Linked DNA regions of Mus musculus: region 2 is linked to region 1. The links are chromatin contacts, called in public promoter capture Hi-C maps. All regions are on one chromosome and are shown on one strand. Each heading gives the region's core, a stretch centred on a gene start, on an enhancer-like site or on the middle of the called end of the contact. The rest is flanking DNA. Distances are from core to core; before and after follow the strand shown.

Region 1 (7,066 bases), core at 1,368-3,867:
TCTTCAATCTATTACAACCTTTCAAAACTGAAAATGAGCCAGTATGGCGGTGCACACTTCCAACCCCAGCATTGGGGAGGCTGAGACCAGCCTGGGATACATAGCGAGTTCATAGGAAAGCTAGCCTAGACTACATATACAAGAGTGTCTTTAAAAAAAGAATAAGGAAAAAAACAAACAAACAAATAAACAACAACAACAACAACTAAATAGCTAGGAGTTGTAGTGCTTTAACCTCAGCCCTTGGGAGGGGGCAGAGGAAGGTGAACTTCTGAATCTGAGGTCAACCGGGTCTACATATCAAATTCCAGGCCAATCAGGGCTACATAGTGAGACCCTGTCAGAAAACAAAACATCCCCAAAAGGACTAACTATGCCTTACGTCTACCAATGCGGATAACCAAAACAACAAAATCAACAGTCAACAACAACCAAACCAACAAAATCAACAGTCTTCCTCTTACTCCAGCTCTGTGGGTAGAAAGACAGGCCAAGGTGGTTCATTTTTGTGGTACTGTAATCTGCCTGCCCACACCAACCAAAGGTTTCTCAGTCAGAAGTGAGAAAAAGAACAGTTTGCTCAGGGCATCTGATTGCTTGTCTAAAGTTGACATTTTCTTTCCAGACCAGCAAGATAAACAATCAATTGTGTTTGAGAAACTTAACTGTGCCTGTGTTTTCCACTGCAGCAGATGCTCGGATTCCACGCACAGACTACAATAAATAACCCACATTCCTCAGTTATGGTTTTTCCTTGACTGAGTATTCATCTGAGTATCTTGTCTCCCCCACGCTAGGGCATTTTACTTCCATACTCTGTCGACACCCCACACCCCAGTTCTACCGGCTTCACATCATTTAAGTCTGAACAATGCCAATCCAAATACAAGGCTTTAAACATTCAAATTTCTGGCATTTCTAAAAATTATCATTTAATTAAGGAAGCACACTAATAGGAACAGGTTTTGGTCACAGTTGTGAACCTTCAAAATCATAATAATACAGTCTACTTTGTCTATCTAGAATAAATGTTATAGTGCACACATGGAGGGGTGGATATGATTTGGAGCCACAATGAATTCTGAAAATATTTTCATGCTGCTTTAAAATGATTTTCCAGCAACTCAATAAATTCTGATTTCAGGAACTAAGACCTTGCAAATCTAGAAACTCAATTTTAGGGGTGAAAAAAAAAAAACTAGAGAAATGACCAAAGAGTGGGTGAAAAAAGAATCTAGAGAAATGACCAAAGAGTGGGTTTTAATCATGACTACAAGTAAATTTAGAGAACTTTAAATCTCAGGGGTTCAGTGGACCTAAGTGGAATTAAAACAAAAGTTGTTTTGTATTCTATTAATAGCAGATGATTAAACGGATATCTCATTTCAAATGGAATTCATTTATAAGTACTTAAACTTACTAAACTGGCCACTAATCCCATGTCTGTTTCTGGAAAAATTCTCTCACATAACATGCCAGTTAAGCGACCAATCACCACACGTTCTGTCAGCTTAAGTCAATTCTTATTAAAATCTCAGTGCTCTCTGACTCCAATAACCTCCCCAAATCATGAACGTAGAAACAGTCCAACTGCGGGCGAACATGCTCATAATAATTGTATATAGATGTATAAAACTGTCAAAACGCTAAACAAAAAGTAATCAAAAGCCAAATCGAACTTAAAAGCTACTGTATGAAAGAGTCCAAGAGGGCGAAGGCGTTTCAAGTCTTCCCAGGAGCAGATTCCCTGGCAGCCTAGAAAATTCCCTGAGCCGAGGGAGCCAGGCTCACCTGGCGATGGATTCCTAATTACGGAGGAGTTTCTCCCCTACATTCTTTCTTTTCTCCGAGGAAACTCGAGCTTGTCTCTTTTCTCTCTCTCTTTTGGATCTGGGGAGGGGTTAGCCCCAGCGGTCAGACCAGCGCAGTCACTGACCACAAAGAGAAGTTGGGGGAGGATAAGAACCTCTCGGGGACCCCGCGGATTGTCGTCCACGTCTCCAATCCCCTTCCCCCAACACGGGAAATGTGGGGTCCCTGGGAGTCTCCAAGGGTCCAAGGGGGAAGGGGAGGCCCTTATCATGTAAAGTCCCCACTTTATCTCAAAAGCGAAAAAGAATCTCGACCGACCCCGCTGGCGACAATGGTCAGCTGCTTGTCCGGGCTCACGTTCCTGGCCTCGAACCCTGGAGTTCCCAAGTCTCCGGGCCTCCCAGCCTCCGCCCTCAGCCTGGAACCACAGAGTCCCGGATCCCCCCGGTCTCCCGTCTCGAGCTCCGCAAAGTCCCACACTTACCCGGTACGTGTTCTCCGTGAGCCGGTTCACCTCCTCCGGCCCCCGAGACATGGCTGCAGCCTCCGGGAGGGCGAGCGCGGGAGGACGCGGCGGGGCCTCGTGGCCGCCGGGCGGCGGGAGCGCCTAGGACTTGAGACTGAGTGGTCCTTGAGAGTCGGCCGCCGCCACAGCTGTCAGCGGGAGAGAGTCAGTGCGCGTCTCTGCTGCCAAAATGTCAAAACTTTGCGGCGCTTCGGTCTGTAAGGAGCTGCGAGGTAGACGTAGCCTGCCAAGGCTGGGACGAGCAAAGGGACGGGCAGCCCCACCTGAGGCGGGCGGAGTGGGCGGGGCCGTACGGCCAGAGGGCGGGGCAGCCCCACCTGAGGTGGGCGGGGCCTAGGCTGAGTACTCTAGAGTGGGCGGGGCGGCCTCGCGCGGAGACAGCCTGGTGGGAGGGTCGATCTTTTGGGGCAACCGGGGGAACCTGGAAGAGACTTGTTGCGCTAGGTGGGCGTGGCCTAGGGGCTTGCTAAGCGGAGCAGAAGCCCGGCCAGCGCGCCGGACTGATTGGCCCCAGCTGAGACGTGGAGCGGGGGTGGGGTCTGAGAGGCCAACAAGAGGGAGAAGCCAAGGGGAGGGGACGCGCCCTTACTCCCCCCACCTGAAATGGACTGATGGGCGTGGCCTAGATGGCGGATGGGCGTGGCCGAAACAAGAAGGGACGGAGTGAACGAAGTCGCCCTAGCTGTGTCCGCCAGAGTGGCACCGCAGAGTTGAGCCGGTGGGCGCGGTCTAGCAGACCGATGGGCGGTGCTGAAGCGAGGATGGCGTGGTTTAGACAGCCCCAGCTGAGGCAGGCAAGGGAATGGGAGAGTCTTCCTCGTGTGGGCGTGGCTGAGCAGCCTGGTGGGCGAGGCTGGAGCAGTACAAGGCGAGGTGGCTGGACCCAGTGGACCAGGCCATCTCGCCTAAGGCTTGGCAGTGGAGGTAATACCTCTGTTCGCCCTCTCCCGGCCCTCCCAGAGTTCCAGCCAAGCCCCTACACTGTGGTGTCTTTTAGAACAGGACCTGGACCTTTGGGCTTCTAGGTCTTTGGTCTAGTGTCCGCCACAAGGTGCTGGCTCTGAAAGCTCGAGGCTCACATCCTCCGCAGGTGAATCCTCTAAGCTCTCTGCCTTTGAGTAACTTCCACATACCTCCTACGAATCGGTTTCCCTGATTGAAGGTCCACGGGGCATGGTTTCTCATGGATGGAGCCACCCACAATTTTGAAAGTTCCGGGGTGCCAAAAAAAGTAACTAACGCCAAGATCTGATTACTGGAATAACAGAACATTAAGAATAAGTTTAAAATCCCATGCTTTACAACTATGTAAATCACAAGACTGTCTAAAAATTTCCTCTGTGTGTGTGTGTGTGTGTGTGTGTGTTACAAGAAGTCAACCTTGGGCGTCATTCCTCAGCCGATATCTACTATATATATCTTGGAGACAGAGTCTCTTACTGAAGTAGCTAAAAAGGATAGACTGATGGCTATCAAGTCTCCACAAGCCCCATGAATCCACCTGTCTCCCAAATTCCCAGCACTGGGAGTACAAGAGCATATCTACTGTATGTAGCTTTTCACATGGGTTCCGCAGATGGAACCCAGGTCCCAATGTTCGCACCACAGGCACTTTACAAACTGACCCATTTCCTCAGCCCCCAGGTCGGCTGAGGCGTCTAGGATGTCTGTGCTTTCTTTCATCTTGTAGAGGCCATGTAGGTGTGTGGCTCCTGGCACATTATTTAAAACTTTTATTTTATGTGTAAGCTACTTGGACTGCATGTATGTCATCTGTGACTGATACATATATATGTACATGCCTGGTGCATATGTCAGAGGTCAGAAGAGGGCTTCAGATTCCCTGAAACTTGGGTTGCAGAAGGTTGTGACCATCATGTGGGTACTGGGAAACAAACCTAGGTCCTCTGGAAGAACAGCCAGTGTTCTTAACTACTGAGCTGTCTCCCTAGTCCTTCCTGGTGCTTCCTGTTGTCTACCCAGTCACACCCAACCCAGCTCTGAACATGTCCTAGAGTACACACCTAGGACTGAGGTGACCCAGACTCCAGGGCCACAGCAACCTTCTCCTAGCAGAAAACACACTCAGCGCTTGAGACTTGAACTCAGCCGGAGTGGGCAAGGCTTTATTTTTAAAAGCTGTCCAGGTACGATTGCTTTGTTTATGAGCTTGGAGGATACGAAGCTTCTAAACTGCTCCAGGATAAAGTTCACTGGGAAATACACACAAAGAAAGCACTGTGTGCCCCAGATGGAAACACTGAAAGTATGGGATGACTCTGGACTTAGAACAGACACAAGCACTTGGACTCTGGGGCAGTCTTATCACGTTTTGCAGGCTATAAAACATATCTGGCTTGGGAAGCAAATGGTGGTTGGTGTGGGTTGCATGGTGGAGGGAATAACACCTCAGCCCTATGTTGGAGGCAGTGGGAGACGCTCCCCATGTCTTTAAAGGATCTTTAGGAGCTGGCTCAGAAAATGTGCCAACTGGGGTTCACTTGTCATATGCGGGGTGGTAAGCAGGACTCTATAATTACTACCATTACATATTAGGGTTCACCAAGGGTGTCTTCTGGCTTTTATTTGAACTTGAAAACTCCTTGTCTTTCCTTGGCAGATCCCCTTTTTGTCTCAGAACCTCTTTCTGTGTCTTCCTTCTGACGAATGAGGTCATTTCACCCTCCACTGCCAGGCAGTCATCCGAGGAGCTGGAAAGAGAGCGGAAGCTTAACCTTTAACAGCCCGCAGCTTGGCAGCACCAGTTCCGAGCCAGAGAGGACAGTTTAACAAGCTGTCATAAAGCCAGTGAGGATCTCAGATGGCCCAGTTAGATCGCCATGGTTGGAATTTGATCAGAGATTGAAGTTCTCAAGTGTATGCAAATCTTTGCATTGATTATCTGGGCATATCAAACTCAACTTTGTGGAAATAACTTCCTACTTACGATCTTCCTGCTTCCTGAAAATCTTTTTAGAATGGCCAGTTTTGTATTTATAGAACCCAAGGCCTTGCTTATGCTAGGCAAGTGTTCTACTGCTAAGCTGTGCCCTACGCCCTCATAGGGGGATTCTGGCTGGGTAGGTACTCAACCACAAAGCTATGACTTGAGCAAGAATGGTCAGTTTTAAATCTGTCCAGACATCAAGCCTAAGGCTTCCAGTCCCAGCTCTGGGCTAGGCACATAAATAAATTCCTAGGAGGTCTTTGTTGAACGAAAGAACAAGTGGATAATGGATTATTTTTCCTAGTGCCAGATATTCTGAGTATATGTGAATGTGGCAGTGGTAGGGTTGATTGAGGAGGTAGAAAGAATTGGGCTGGACTCATCTTTTAATGCAAATGCAGAGGGCAGAATTTAAGACTTGAGTTGAGTGCTGTAATAGAGATACAGTCGATCATGCCCATAGACAAAAAGGTGGGCTCAATCTCAAAAAAAAAAATCCATTTGGACTCATTAAAGGTGCTCCTTATTGCATGCACACTGGAGATCCCACGAGCTCTTGGATGCTCTTGGACCTTAGGTGCTCATCAAGAATGGAAGAAAGTGGATCGATAGAAAGTTTTGACTCAGTAGAAGGTAAGGTGGGCTGGCCGCCATTGCATTGCGTCTCAGCAGTTAAGTGCTGAGAAATCCACCTTCCCCAACTCCTAGCCATCTAGCCTCTTAGGATCTTAGCAAAACAGGTCCCCAGGGTCAGGGAACCACTGTCTCCTCTTCTGCTCTTGCTTCAGCTAAGTAATCAAATGTCCTGTTTATGTTGACATAGTTTGTAAGATGCAATCCTTGGACCTAGGAGATGGCTCAGTGGGTAAAACGTTCATTGTGCAAACTTGAACACCTGAGTTAGGATCTCTGGTACCTACACACACACACACACACACACACACACACAACCAAACCTAGGTGTGGGGTCAAATGTCTGTGACCCTCAGGTCTGGGGGTAGGGGTGGGTTGGCAGGATGTCAGGAGGTTCTGTGGGGGTCCTTAGTCAGCTAGGCAAGCCTGGATGAAGTGGTAAGGTCAACGTTCAGTGAGGGGCCCTGTCTCGAAAAAAATAAGGTGGGAAGTGGCTGAGGAAGACACTTGATGCCAACCTCTGCCTTCCACATCTGCACACACGGGTATACATACCCACATATGTATGCGCACACAGGCATTCAACACACACAAATTCACTCTAAAGACACAGTTCCAAGTGGCAATGCCAATAAGATTTAAAAAAAAAAAAGGATTTGCTTTATTATTTATGTGTATGCATATAGGGTTACCCTTGGAGGCCAGAAGAGGCCTTCAGATCCCCTGGAGCTGGAGTTACAAGTGGCCGTGAGCCACCTGGTGTGGGTGCTGGGAACCAAGCTTGGGTCCTCTGTAAGGGCAGCAAAGACTCTTAGCCACTGAGCCATTTCTCCAGCCTCGACCCTCAAACATTGATCATCGCTATCAAGACAAGCTGGTTGGGCTTCCCTTAAACTTCCTGCGCAGTTGCTCAGGCTCCTCTGCCTCCGGAGTGTTGTGTGGTAGAGAATTCCAGAAGGTTTTACGACTGGAGAGACCCCTGTTGAGCACAGTCATTAGGGGTGAGCTCCGCAGAGAAGCAGCCCCTGTGCAGTAGAGCTGAAACCGTCATGCTCTTGAAAAGAAGGCCTGGACAGTTTGTGTATTCTCCTCTTCAATGTGTCCACCTTGTTCCTGTGGAAGGGGTTCCACGAGTTTTTCTCTTCGCC
Region 2 (7,244 bases), core at 4,486-6,985, 2.8 Mb after region 1:
ACAGTCTTCTCCTAGTAGCCTTCAGATGAAGACATAGAACTCTCAGCTCCTCCTGTGCCATGCTTGCCTGGATGCTGCCACCTTGATAATAATGGACTGAGCCTCTGGACCTGTAAGCCAGCCCCAATTAAATGTTGTCTGTCTTAGGGTTTTACTTCTGTAAACAGACACCATGACCAAGACAACTCTTATAAGGCATTGCACTATCCAGGCAGGCATGGTACAGGAGGAACTGAGAGTTCTACATCTTCACCTGAAGGCTGCTAGTGGAAGACTGACTTCCAGGCAGCTAGGGTGAAGGTCTTAAAGCCCACCCTCACAGTGATACACCTACAATGAGGACACACCTTCTAATATTGCCACTCCCCGAGCCAAACACATTCAAACCATGACATTGTCCTTTATAAGAGTTGCTTTGGTCATGGTATCTCTTCATAGCAATGGAAACCCAAACTAAGATAGAGCTATAGAGATGGCTCAGTGCTTAAGGGCATGTATTGCTCCTGCAGAGGACCCCTGTTCTATTCCCAGCACCCACATGGTGGTTCACAACTATCTGTAACTCCAGTTCTGGTTCCCTCTTTAACCTCTGAGGGTACCAGGATACATGTGGTGCACAGAGATATGTAGGTGCTATTTCTTAGCATTTTATTGGGTTCTTATATCTACCACCCTTCCAAACCTTATTTCACCCTAATCCCTTCCATCACCACCCCAACACTAGGTAGGGGAGAAAGAAGGTTAGAGGGAAAAGGGGGTGTAGACCTCCTCAGAGTGCTTCCTGCTGACCAGAGACATCATCGAGTTCCATGGGGCAAGTCCAGTCTTTGTAGTCAGGATATCTAATTTCTTTGCTCATGATCACTTGACAAACCACAACAGCAGCAAGCTGGAGTAACAGGGGGAGCAGCAGCCTCCCCATTTATCCCCTCTCCAGAGTCCCAAATGTAAACTCTCTGCAGCTGGCAAAAATCACTCCCCTCCTAGAGCAGGAGACAATTACAGTTAATGGCTGTGGACAACCCGAAGCAGCCCCATATCCCACACCTGGGATTAAAACAAAAACATGTTCACATAACACAACTGTTTTTTTTTTTAAGAAACCAATATTCTCACTACAGACATATGTACAGGAAAAGCACACATGCACATACATTTAAAACAAACAAAAAAAAAAACTTAGCCAGGAATAGCGGTGCACACTTCAATCCTAATACTTGAAGGATGGAGGGAGAGGTAGGCCCTTCTCTGCAAATTCAAGGTCAGCCTGGTCTACAGAACTAGTTCCAGGTCACTCAGGACTACACAGAAAAGTTCTGTCTTTAAAACCAAGAAAGAAGCCAGCCGGGTGTGGTGGCACATGCCTTAATCCCAGCACTCGGGAAGCAGAGGCAGGCAGATTTCTGAGTTCGAGGCCAGCCTGGTCTACAAAGTGAGTTCTAGGACAGCCAGGGCTACACAGAGAAACCCTGTCTCGAAAAACCAAAAAAACAAAAACCAAAAAACCAAGAAAGAAAGAAAGAAAGAAAGAAAGAGAGAAAGGGAGAGAGAGACAGAGACAAAGAGGGAGAGAAAGGAAGAAAGAAAATGAGGAGGAAGGAAGGAAGGAAGATCTATCTTGAGAATCAAGCATTAACAGTGCATGCCTCTGATCCCATCACTCAGGAGTCAGAGGCAGGGGGATCTTTATGAGTTTTAGCCAGTGTGATCTAAAGAGCCAGTTCCAGTATTGAAGGGGCTACAGAGAGAATGTTTGTCTCAAAGAAGAAGGGGGGGGAGGAGGGGGAAGGAGGAGGAGGAGGAAGGACTAAATAAGTAAATCTTGGACCACGTGCAGAAATCCAAGGGTGTCAGTTCAAGTCTCCATGACTGGGTCTCACCTCATCTTCCTGTGCACACCCATTGTCACGGTCCTCAATCTCCTTGGGGATCTTCCTCTCCTGGTTGCAGTCAGCATTCCCTGACACCCCTGGCCTCTTGTTTCTGCTCATTGGGACAGCTGGCAAGCCCCTGGGCCAGCTGTCTAGACACCTGCTGCTCAGGAGACAGAATCTTTCCTTACAACAGGAATTCTCTGGTACCTCAGCCAAAAATAAAATAAAATAAAATAAAATAAAATAAAATAAAATAAAATAAAAAAAAAAGGCAGAACTGTGCTGCTATTTCCTAGGCGTGGACTGTATGTATCTCTTCCCCTTCCAGCTCAACCTCCTCTTTTCTATAAACAGGAAACATCTCAGACATGAAGTCTTTCTCCGTAAGAACTACCTCGAATGGAAGCCATTTTGTCTCTAGAACCTGCCTCGGAGGCTGGGGGTGGATGGGGCATTCTTAGGTTTGTCTGATAGTCAGTTAACAAACACATTGAGGTCTTATGAAGGCCCAGATCCCGGGAATGAGGGAGGACCCGCAGATTCCAAGACCCTTGACCTCCTGGGTCTCACCACACACGTCTGCCAGTCCAGTCAGGCTCCTCAGGATCCAGGTAGAATTAGGCTAGGCGGACACGGCAGAAAATCCAAGGAAAGTCCTGCTTCCGGGTGAGTTCTTTCACCTTGATTTATTCCCCCAACAAATAAGCCTATTATGAGTTAGGGAGTTTTTGCAACAGATACAGCAGACCCTCATTCTTCCAGAACACGGATTTCAGGATGGTGAGGGAGCCAGAAAAGTGAAAGAGCAAAAGGCACAACCAACTTAGAAGTTGCTTCTGAGGCAGAAGCTTCTGAGGTAGAGAGGGCAGGGAGACGGATGGTGTTTTAAATATGGCTTCTATGAGAAGGCAAATGATCTTTGAGGGATGGAGATGGGGAAAATCCACATTTATGCTTTTTTTTTTCCTTCCTGCAAATATCTCACAAGGGAGGCCGCGGTGTGCACGGGGAAGAAAAGGCCGGGATCGCAGAAACGGTTCCAGTTTGAGCCGTACCTGATGGACACTTGAAAACCGGCTGGGGGCGGGGAAGCGGGCGCTGAGGCCCAGGGGCTGGGGGGGGGGGGGCGACGATGGGGGGGGGGGGGCTGTCGCAGGGCTGTCAGGCTAATCCGGCTGCCTGCTCCCACCCTGCCCCTCCCTAGGGGGCGTTTGTTCCGCGGAGAACAGTTCAGCCGAAGGGAGCTCGGCCTGGAGCTTTAAGTAGAAAAGCAGCTCCGCTGCGGGGAAGACCACAAGAGGAACTGGGGAACGCAGAGGCAGAAGGCAGGGCGACAGGGCCACCGTGCGCCCGGGGAGCGGACCTAGCTGCCCGTACTGCTCCACGAAGCAGAACTTTTTATCAAGTGATTGCCTGGTGCAGCGGTGACCTAGGAACACCGAGCAGGGAGTCCATTACCCATCGCAGAGTTTGGACATAGCCAGGTTGCCAGCGCCTTCTCTTCAGGCCGGGTGAAAACACCCTGGGACAGGTCAGTCCCTGCCCGGGACTCCCCCGTTCCGAGTTACACAACCAACCGTTTCACCATTTCGGCACAAACCCCGGTCCACTGTGGGGCCGCACATTAAAAAGTGTTATTCGCTTTGAAGGTTTTGTCTAATGGTTCTAAACTGAAAGAAAATGTTTTCCTATTACTTAATTCAATCATAGCGAAGAGACTTGGTAAAAAGCCCACGGATTTTGTCCCAAAGTGTGACAGAGTTCTCTTTGTGTTTGCTTATCCTCCGCTGTCACACACTTTAATTCGCCTCTCTTTATCTGGCATTCAAAACTTTCTTCAATGACATTCAATAAGGTCTAGGGGCTGGAGGGAGAGGGGGAAACTGGTTATTCTCCCCCCCCCCCCCCCATATTCTTTCCCAGTAGCTTTGGCCTTGCTTGTATTCAAGGGCTCTTAACCCTTTCCTCGCTTGGGGCGTTCGGCAGCTCCCAGGAGAGCCCTTGCATTGGCACCTCGGCTGACTTGCCAGCTTTGGAGCGCAGCAGCCTCCCCCTTCTACCCTCGGGCAGCGTCCACACCCGTTCCGCCCTAACCCGCCTCAGCCCAGCGGGGAGCCCCTCTCTAGTCTCAGCTCTCCCGCCACCCAGCCCAGCCCAAATTTCCCAGAGAGCAATTAGAACGGGAATTAGGCTGCATTGATGCGTACCGGCTGGTTTGCGGGAGCTTTGGGGCCGAGACCATAGCTTGGGGGCACCGCATGCCAAGCACCAGGGGACCACTGAGCCCTCACTCTTGCTAGATGGCGAGATGGCACGCCCTCCACGCAGGTTAGCTCCCCCTATGGCGACCCTCCCATTGTCGAGGCAGTTGCTCTCACACACACCCTCTCCCATAACAAATCATCTTTGATTTTTTTAACCAGTTGTTTGTGGCGGCTCGGATGTCATGAACACTGCAAACCCATACAGAGGCCTCGGGTTTGGGCGGCCTTGCACTGATTCATCCACCCCCTCCGTAAAGCTCCCCTTTCTTGGTCTCACGATTCCGTTCACGGTTCAGAGCAGGTGACTGTGGCGATTTGTAAAATCGAAAGTAGTAAATTCGAAATCTTTTATGCTAATTTCTCATTGTATGTTAAACGCACAGGGACAGAGACAGCTCTGAATCCCGGGATGATTTTTTTAAAAAACTGAAGCTGTGTACACAGAGCGTGGCATTTGAAGTTGTTTAACCATTGTGTTACCAGAAAGAAAGAAAAAAAAGAGTGCGGCGACGGTAGGAGGAAGCAAAGGGCAACAGAAACTGGGAAAGACAGAAGAGTGCTCTTCCTTTCTCTCCAGCCGTGGGAAGCAACGCTTTCGAGTGCACCGGCGTGTCTAGTGGAGTGTGTGCGAGTGGAGAGTGCGCGCGCAACGTCTGTGAGAGTCTACACCATCCACACTCACCACGTTTGGTGGGGTGGGAAAGCTTCATACCCACGAATTCGGCTCTCACTCCCCTTGCTATGTATCTGTCCGTATTTTCAAAGACTACCCACCCGCGTACTTGTTTTGTTGCTATTTCTTTACATACACGGCCCTGTTGTTGAAGGGAAGAGCTGGTTGGCCAAGGGTCCACCGAACAAAGATGAGGAGTCACAGGCAACACCAAAATTGGGAGCCTTTGATTTTCTGAGAAAACACGGACAGAGATGAGGTTAGTCTCCAATGAGGACTAGGGAGCCTTTCTCTCATCCTCTGAGGCGCACTCAGAAACCTTGTTTTTCTGTCTCCAAATAGTGCGAGAGAAGAGACTCCACAGGTGGGAATGGTGGCCGCCCATTAGGATGCTTCATAGGATGCAGAGCTGAGCTTCGAGAACTAAGCGAAAGCGATACACTTGGTGGAACTGGGGTGGGGGGAACGAGCAAGGAAGAAGTAACAGAAAGAAAGGGACCAGGATCAAGTGGGCAGAGGAGATGGGTGTGCGCCCACGGGGATCTGTGCAAGCGAGGCAGCACGGGTGCGGAAATCAATAAGATAAATGGACCGATCGCCAGCGCAAAGCCAAAGGAAAGTAAGAAATAAAGAGAAAGAAAAGAATATTAAATCGCGGGAGAATGAGAAAATAAACCCGAAAAGGGAAGAGGAGGGGGGCGAGTGCGCCTGTTACGGCGTGGGTGGGGTTGACAAGAATAGAGTACATTATGCAGTTCATTTAGTTAACAAGTGAAATAATGAGGAAGCGTGCAGAGTGAATGCCAAGAGAAAGGGCACAAAAACCCTATTGAGAGGCCCCGGCCGCTCCTGGCGTAGCCCATCACATGGCAATAGTCCTATTTAAGCGGCGCCGCCGGCGTCTTTCAGCACCACTAGCGCTGGCCAGCACCTCGCCCGCTCCGGGAGGTGCCCGCAGCAGCAGCCAAGGTGATTCCAGCCCGGGCTTGAGCCGCGCGTGGAGCCTCCGGGGCCCGGGAAGCTGCGGGTGGCCGCGGCCAGGGGAAGCTACGACAGGATCTGCAGTTCCCTCGGGCTCCAGGGGCGGGCTGGCGGCAGGTGGACCGCGCGCCGGAGCCATGCCGCGCTCCTTCCTGGTGGATTCCCTTGTGCTGCGGGAAGCCAGCGACAAGAAGGCTCCGGAGGGCAGCCCGCCACCGCTCTTCCCCTACGCGGTCCCGCCGCCGCACGCGCTCCACGGCCTCTCGCCGGGCGCCTGCCACGCGCGCAAGGCCGGCTTGCTGTGCGTGTGTCCCCTCTGTGTCACCGCTTCGCAGCTGCACGGGCCCCCCGGGCCGCCGGCACTGCCGCTACTCAAGGCGTCCTTCCCTCCCTTCGGATCGCAGTACTGCCACGCACCCCTGGGCCGCCAGCACTCCGTGTCCCCTGGAGTCGCCCACGGCCCGGCTGCGGCCGCAGCAGCTGCTGCACTCTACCAGACCTCCTACCCGCTGCCGGATCCCAGACAGTTTCACTGCATCTCTGTGGGTAAGCGGGGTCCCCGCGCGAAATTGGGGGGCGGTGGTCCCGGGGTGGGGGGAAGTGAGTGAGCTAGGGATGGGGAAACGGCGCGCTATGGGGGACGGTGAGGATACTCGAGGGGCGCTCACAGTGCTAGACTGGGACCGGACGTAGGAACCGGGGAGAAGCCAGAAAGATCCTGGGGCGAAGGGGAAGGGGTTAAGGCCAGCTTTGAGATGTTCCTTAAAGGGGTGTTAGGGACAACCGATTCCGAGGAGAATTGGAGTCTGTGACTTGGCAAGGAGGCACCCGCCTGTGGAGTGATGAATGGAAGGATGGAAGGGATGTGTGCCTGATTCCAAGGTTGAGGCTAGCCTCAGTTCAGCGGGAAATTAGGCCCAAGGCTCAGAGGTTTGATGATCTCTCTCTCTCTCTCTCTCTCTCTCTCTCTCTCTCTCTCTCTCTCTCTCTTTCCCTCCCTCCCCCCCCCCCCCATCGCCCTCCAGACAGCAGCTCGAACCAGCTGCCCAGCAGCAAGAGGATGCGGACGGCGTTCACCAGCACACAGCTCCTGGAGCTGGAGCGAGAGTTCGCCTCCAACATGTACCTCTCCCGCCTGCGGCGCATCGAGATCGCGACCTATCTGAACCTGTCCGAGAAGCAGGTGAAGATCTGGTTTCAGAACCGCCGGGTGAAGCACAAGAAAGAAGGCAAAGGCAGTAACCACCGCGGCGGAGCTGGGGCGGGGGCCGGCGGGGGCGCACCGCAAGGCTGCAAGTGCTCTTCGCTCTCCTCAGCCAAATGCTCAGAGGACGACGACGAATTGCCCATGTCTCCATCTTCCTCCGGGAAGGATGACAGAGATCTCACAGTCACTCCGTAGGTGCGCCTTTTAGAGGACCATTGGTTTCCCCACCCCCCACCCCGACCCTT

What was found. Promoter capture Hi-C pulls out the DNA fragments that hold promoters and counts their contacts.
Region 2: a promoter capture Hi-C map of stem cell-derived epiblast-like cells shows a contact between it and region 1, with 5 times the contacts expected there. The contact joins the promoter of Gsx1 here to the promoter of Baiap2l1 in region 1.

What each region holds. Positions count from the first base shown.
Region 1 is chr5:144,355,495-144,362,560 of GRCm38.p6, forward strand. Baiap2l1 (BAI1-associated protein 2-like 1) reads right to left here and starts at 2,618. Exons shown (of 14, transcript NM_025833.3): 1 at 2,297-2,618. The coding sequence starts at 2,347. Dmrt1i (Dmrt1 interacting ncRNA) reads left to right here and starts at 2,429. Exons shown (of 2, transcript NR_102374.1): 1 at 2,429-2,550; 2 at 4,959-5,511.
Region 2 is chr5:147,182,961-147,190,204 of GRCm38.p6, forward strand. It overlaps Gsx1 (GS homeobox 1), which reads left to right and starts at 5,736. Exons shown (of 2, transcript NM_008178.2): 1 at 5,736-6,338; 2 at 6,818-7,244. The coding sequence starts at 5,930. The coding sequence ends at 7,194.